Linked DNA regions of Sus scrofa: region 1 is linked to region 2. A link is a contact called in public HiChIP or PLAC-seq data. All regions are on one chromosome and are shown on one strand. The core of a region is the stretch at or near the end of the contact, and the rest is flanking DNA. Distances in the headings are between cores, read along the strand shown.

Region 1 (2,700 bases), core at 11-2,510, 46 kb before region 2:
AACCCCAGGGGGCCTTTGGGCACCTCCAGGCGGGCCTACTCGGTCTCCCCTCCCACCCTGGGAAGCAACGAGCTGAGAAGAGACCACATCTGGGTCTCCCTAGGGCCCCAGTGGCCCAGCTGCTTGAGCAGCCTGCAGTCTCAGGAACACCACCGGCCCCCCCGCAGTGGTCTCATGTGAGTGCCTGGCATCCTTGGGGGCAGGGTCCCCAGCTCGGCCCCAGAGTCTCAAGGTTCTGGCTGACAGAGATCCCAGGCCAAAGCCACAACTGTCCCTGTTATAGTGGGTGCCCAGCCAGCTTCTCAGAGGTCTTTGCCACAGGAGCCCCCAGACCAGAGCCAACTCAGCCCCAGACTGAAACATGTTCTGGTCTGAGCCTGGGAGGGTGGGGGGCAGAGGCCACCCACAGTCTGTGGGATGACACGGGACACAAGGCACTGCAGAAGGGGCAGAATGCTGTGTGTTTCACTGGGCCAGGGACTGAGGGAGGGATGGTCAATGCCTCCGTGCCCCCCAGGTGCCCCACCCACTTCCTCTCTCAGGGCACCCAGGTGCCAGGTCGTGGGCGCTCTTTGAGGCATCTGGGTCTTGTCAGAAGAGAAAGAACAAAGCCTGATGATTTACATACGGGGCTCGCATTTGCATTCCACCCAGCCTGACCTCCTCCACCCTGCTCTTCTCCCCGCCTCCCAACCGGGCAAAAGGTACACGTGGCCCGCTCTCTGGGAATCAGAACAACGACACATCGGCCAGCAGACGAGGGCCCTGCCTGAGCTCGTCCTGCCACTGAGGGTCAGACCTGGACCTCCACCCTGGGCCTGAAAACCCTTCCAGGTTTCTTTCCCCACCCCCGCAGCGCAGCCTGCCTTAGCTGGGCCGCAAAGGTGCCAGGGGGCTCTTGAAGGTCCAGAGCAGGACCAGGGCCTGTCTGCCAGCCACACCACTGTCAGCGGGCAGGAGGGAGCGAGTCAGCACAGCAGGGAAGGTTGAGAGTGTGTCGGGAGCTGGGTGGAGGGCAGGCGGTGTGAGGAGGGGTCTGGGCACCCCACTGAGCCTTGTGGTGGTGGTGGTGGTGGTGGGCAGCCAGTGTCCCCCCCTGGAGCCAGGCTGAGCCAGGCTGGGACAGGGCTGGATTCTGCTGGCCTGAGAGGGGCCTCTCCCAAGCCGCCGTTTCCTTCTTAGACGGATTTTATCTTCCTTTCGGTTGCCCTGCACCGACCTCGTGGGTTTCTGGGTTTCCTCTCTGTCACAATGATCCCGCAATGGGTGTCAGCAGGAGCAGTCAGTCTGCCCCTCCCTCCCCCTCTGCCCTAGTGCCCCTCCCCCACGGGCTGGCCTGGTCACCTAGTCACCGCGCCAGGCACCTGCTGACCTCGAATGCCCCCTCCCTGGCTGACGGTCATTCTGGAGCTGGGCACTCTGGGTGGCATAAGGCCCCGTCGGGGGAGGAAAACCTCTCTGCACAGAGGGCCCTGCTTCTTCCTGCAGGGCCTCTGTAGCCCTTTGCCTGCCCTCTACCCACAGGTTCAGGCCGAGCCTGGCCCCAGGCGGGCTCCCCGTCAGCCCGAGGCAGCCTCAGGGCCAGAGCCTCCTCTTGCCACCCTTCATCAGATCTACAAACTCAGAGCAGGAGGTGTGACTTGGGCCTGGCTTCACACTGCACAGGGGGCGGGGAGGAGCCGGTGTCCAAGGTGTGGACACTGACCGGGGATTGCTCCCCACCTCCTAGCTATCCAAGAGTCAGTCAGCAAACACATATTAACCCCTAGCTGTGTGTTCACAGCTACCCCGTGCTTTGTGGGAGGGCGAAACTGAGCCACAGTATCCAGAAGCCCTGAGGCCCTCAGAGGCTCCACCACCCCTGGTCAGGGATCTGCTGATTACAGGTCTTAGCCTGGGGACTTGGGGAGAGCCATAAAACTTGCTGAGCCAAAGTCACACTCTGGCAATATCTGTGCCTGCAACCAGAGACTTGGCTCCATGATCAGGTCCCGCCCAGGAGGACTGGAGCTGCCGGTCCCCAGCCCAGTCGCCAGAGATGCCAGCTGGCACCAAGGGCCCTCCCCAGAGCATGGCACCATTGCCATGTGCAACAAGGAGCCCTCCTCTTTGTTAAAATCGTGAAAGTTAGGAGTTCCCTGGGGGCTCAGTGGGTTAAGGATCCAGCGTTGTCACTGCTGTGGCTCTGGTTACTGCCATGGCATGGGTTCAATTCTTGCGTGGGAACTTCCGCGTTTTTTAAAAAAAAGTGTAAAAAAATTTGTGAGGCAGTTCCCTTCGAGGCTCAGTGGTTAACGAACCCGACTAGGATCCATGAGGATGCAGGTTCGATCCCTGGCCTCGCTCCTTGGGTTAAGGATCCAGTGTCGCCATGAGCTGTGGTATGGGTCTCGGACGTGGCTCGGATCTGGCATTGTAGTGGCTGTGGCGTAGGCTGGCAGCTGTAGGTCCAATTCGATTCCTAGCCTGGGAACTTCCATATGCCTTGGGTGCGACCCTAAAAAATATAAAAAAGCAAAAAAAAAAAAAAAAAAAAAAATTTTGGAAAGTTGAAGTTACAGCTGTGCCACACAAAGGGCCAGTCTTGGGCTCAGAGTTGTAACCACAGCAGGATGCTAAAAATAAGGCCTCTTGGGATCAGGCGGCGTGGACAACAGCACAGAATACCGGGTGAGAGGCGCGCCCAACTGGACTCCTGCG
Region 2 (2,700 bases), core at 19-2,518:
TCTTTCTTTAGAAAAGGAAAGTGTTGGCGCAAGTTGGACTCAGTGACTTCAGAGGCCTTTTCCAGTTATGACTTATTATGAAGAAGGAACTGGCCCCAGAGGCCATAAAAGGAGTTGGTAGGAGCAGAGAAAAAAACTTTGGGTGCCTGGTTTGGCCCCAGCCACAGGCTCCAATGGAAATGCAGACGAGGACCTGGTTCTGGGGGCCCAGGGCCAGATTCTGGAGCAGAAGAGACCCCAGGTTTTGCCTGAATGGGGAGGCTGTTGGGTTGGGGTGGCAGGTGTGGGATTCCTGAAAGCCAGACACAATGAAGCAGAAGCCCACAACCTCAAAAGTTTCAAGTTCAAGAAGAGGGCTACATTTATGAACCCTGGCTGTTGAAACTGTTGTGGGAGTACAGTTGCCGCAGGGGCTCTAGCCTCCACTCAGAAAACGGGGTCCAGAGAAGCAGGTACACCAGCAACAGGACGGGGTCAGACGGGCTGCCATGTACTTGTGGTCCCCTTGGGAAGTGAGGTTGGAATCAAATGACCTAGCCCTGCTTCTCTCTAATTTCCTGGTTTGGGGGATCTTACCCAGCATCTTTGGGCCTCAAAGATGCTGCTCATCTGTAGGCACAAGAGCTCCTCCGTAGGGGTGTTTTGGGGATTGAAAGTGGTATAAGCCCCCATTCCATCCTGCCTTCCCTCCTTTTCCACTTCTCAAAGTCCCTGGTGCTTGCTCACTAGGACTCCTTCCAAGTCCTAGTTTCCCGAGAGCAGGTGGGGTCCAGTGGGACGAAGGCTGGGGAGCAGCGCCCCCTGGTGGGTGATATCAGGAGGGCGCAGTCCGTCTGCGAGGACACGCCTGGGCTAATCTGCTTAGCGCCTGCTGGGCTCTGGCGAGTCCAGCCTCCCTGCGCGGATCCTGGAGCTCTCCTCGGGGAAGTTTTTCCTTCTTGCCTCAGTTACTCCCTTGAGCAAGCACAGAGAATCCTGTTTCTCCGCAGCAGACTCTCCTCTGCCCTCACACAGCCCAGCTTCTCCTATTTTCACAGGCTTCTTTCACTTCTGCTGCGGAGGAATCCCTTTGGCATTTATACTGCGCTGCCCAGCTTACGAAGCACTTCGACACACATTGCTTGTCCCTGAGGCGTGCTGTTTCTAGGTGGCGATGGCGCTAGACGGATAAAAGATCGTGATTTGGAGTGCGGCTCCAGCCCAGTGGACTGGTTTGGATCCTGCCTCCTCCATCCAGCTGTGTAACCAGAGCAACGTTCAAAACATTGAATAACCAGTAGGACAGGCAGGGACCAATCAGAACAGACCCTGCCCTAAACACCAGGTACAGCCATATGTGTGTACCTGCTGAAGATTCTGGAATAATCTCAACCTCCTTGGGCCTCAGTGTTTGTACCTGCAGTATGGACACAATGATCCGAATAGTACCACTCTCTAGGGCTGTAGTGAAGGCTAAATTAGTTAATGCATATAAACGATTGAGAAACCATTGTCTGCCACATAGAAGAGAGCTTTATTACTCAGACTCAGTGACCCAGGGAGATTGCCACTCGTAACAGCGATCCTTAGATGAGCCCACTGTATGCACCCAAACCTGCCTCCTGGCTCCCCTCCTCCTTCCCACACCTCCTGGTCTGGTCCTCTGGTTATTCTACTCTCTAGAAGTGTGTGCCTCTCAAACCTTCCCATGTATGCAAATTTCTGGAAGATCTTGTTACCCTGCAGAATTGCAGATTCTGATGGAGGAGGTCTGTGTGGGGCTTGGGATTCTTTAGTTCCTACCAGCTCCCAGGCGGTGCTGATGCGTGTCTGAGAAGCAAGACTCGTGAAGATCCCTGCAGAAACAAAGGTGTCAGCTGATCCATCTGGCAGTGTTTACTGAGCACCTACTCAATGCAAGGCAGTGTAAGGATCCAAACAGTCCGAGGGCTGGCTTCCAACTTTAAGCAGCAGAGAAGTTGCCGCACGAACACAGGTTGAAACTAACAATCAGGCCAAGGGGCTAACGTGCCAAATGGTGGGAGGTACATGCGGGGAATCCATTCTCTTCCCCGCAGCCAGAGAGGTGCTTTCAACAGGGAAAGATTTTTTTTTTTGCCTTTGTCTTTTGGGTTTTTTTTTTTTTTTTTTGTCTTTTTAGGGCCGCATCCTCGACATATGGAGGTTCCCAGGCTGGGGGTTGAATCAGAGCTGTAGCTGCCAGCCTACACCACAGCCACAGCAACACCAGATCCGAGCCGTGTCTGCGACCTACACCACAGCTCACGGTCCCTGTCTTGATGTTCTTGGTACTTTTTGAACAAGGGGCTTTGTGTTTTCGTTTTGCACTTGGGCGCCATATGTTAGGTAGCTGGTTCTGCTCACCAGCTCTGGTTCCTCGGGCCAGGATCGTTTCCCAGAGACCATCTGGGAGAGGTGGGAGGAGAAGTGGACCTGGGTGACTCCTTTTATTTATTTATTTTTTTTAGGGCCACACCTGCGGCATATGGAAATCCCAGGATAGGGGTCGAATCGAGCTGTAGCTGCCGGCCTACACCACAGCCGCAGCAAAGCCAGCTCTGAGCCATTTGCAGCAATGAGGGAGCCTTAACCCACTGAGCAAGGGCCAGGGTTTGAACCCGTGTCCTCAAGGATACTAGTCAGGTTCTTAACCTGTTAAGCCACAAGGGGAACTCCCCGGGTGAGTCCTTGAACAGGTCC

Evidence for each region. HiChIP or PLAC-seq counts read pairs in DNA pulled down with a chosen protein or histone mark.
Region 1: an H3K27ac HiChIP or PLAC-seq map of skeletal muscle shows a contact between it and region 2. The contact joins two enhancer-like sites. A contact is called at or near these places in 3 of 5 promoter capture datasets (fetal liver and liver), 30 of 47 Hi-C or Micro-C datasets (adipose tissue, alveolar macrophages, blood and 15 more) and 2 of 2 datasets of contacts at active chromatin or transcription factors (alveolar macrophages and skeletal muscle).

The regions. Positions count from the first base shown.
Region 1 is chr15:132,325,096-132,327,795 of Sscrofa11.1, reverse strand. No RefSeq gene overlaps it. Among named protein-coding and RNA genes, the nearest start is that of PTMA, 30 kb to the left of the region's middle. Within about 2 kb of position 1,260, at least 34 of the 83 cell types and tissues checked have an H3K27ac peak or open chromatin away from gene starts, as enhancers often do. A contact at or near this core is called in alveolar macrophages, epiblast stem cells, fetal liver and 5 more, where this site is marked.
Region 2 is chr15:132,278,714-132,281,413 of Sscrofa11.1, reverse strand. No RefSeq gene overlaps it. Among named protein-coding and RNA genes, the nearest start is that of TEX44, 14 kb to the right of the region's middle. Within about 2 kb of position 1,268, at least 53 of the 83 cell types and tissues checked have an H3K27ac peak or open chromatin away from gene starts, as enhancers often do. A contact at or near this core is called in alveolar macrophages, epiblast stem cells, fetal liver and 5 more, where this site is marked.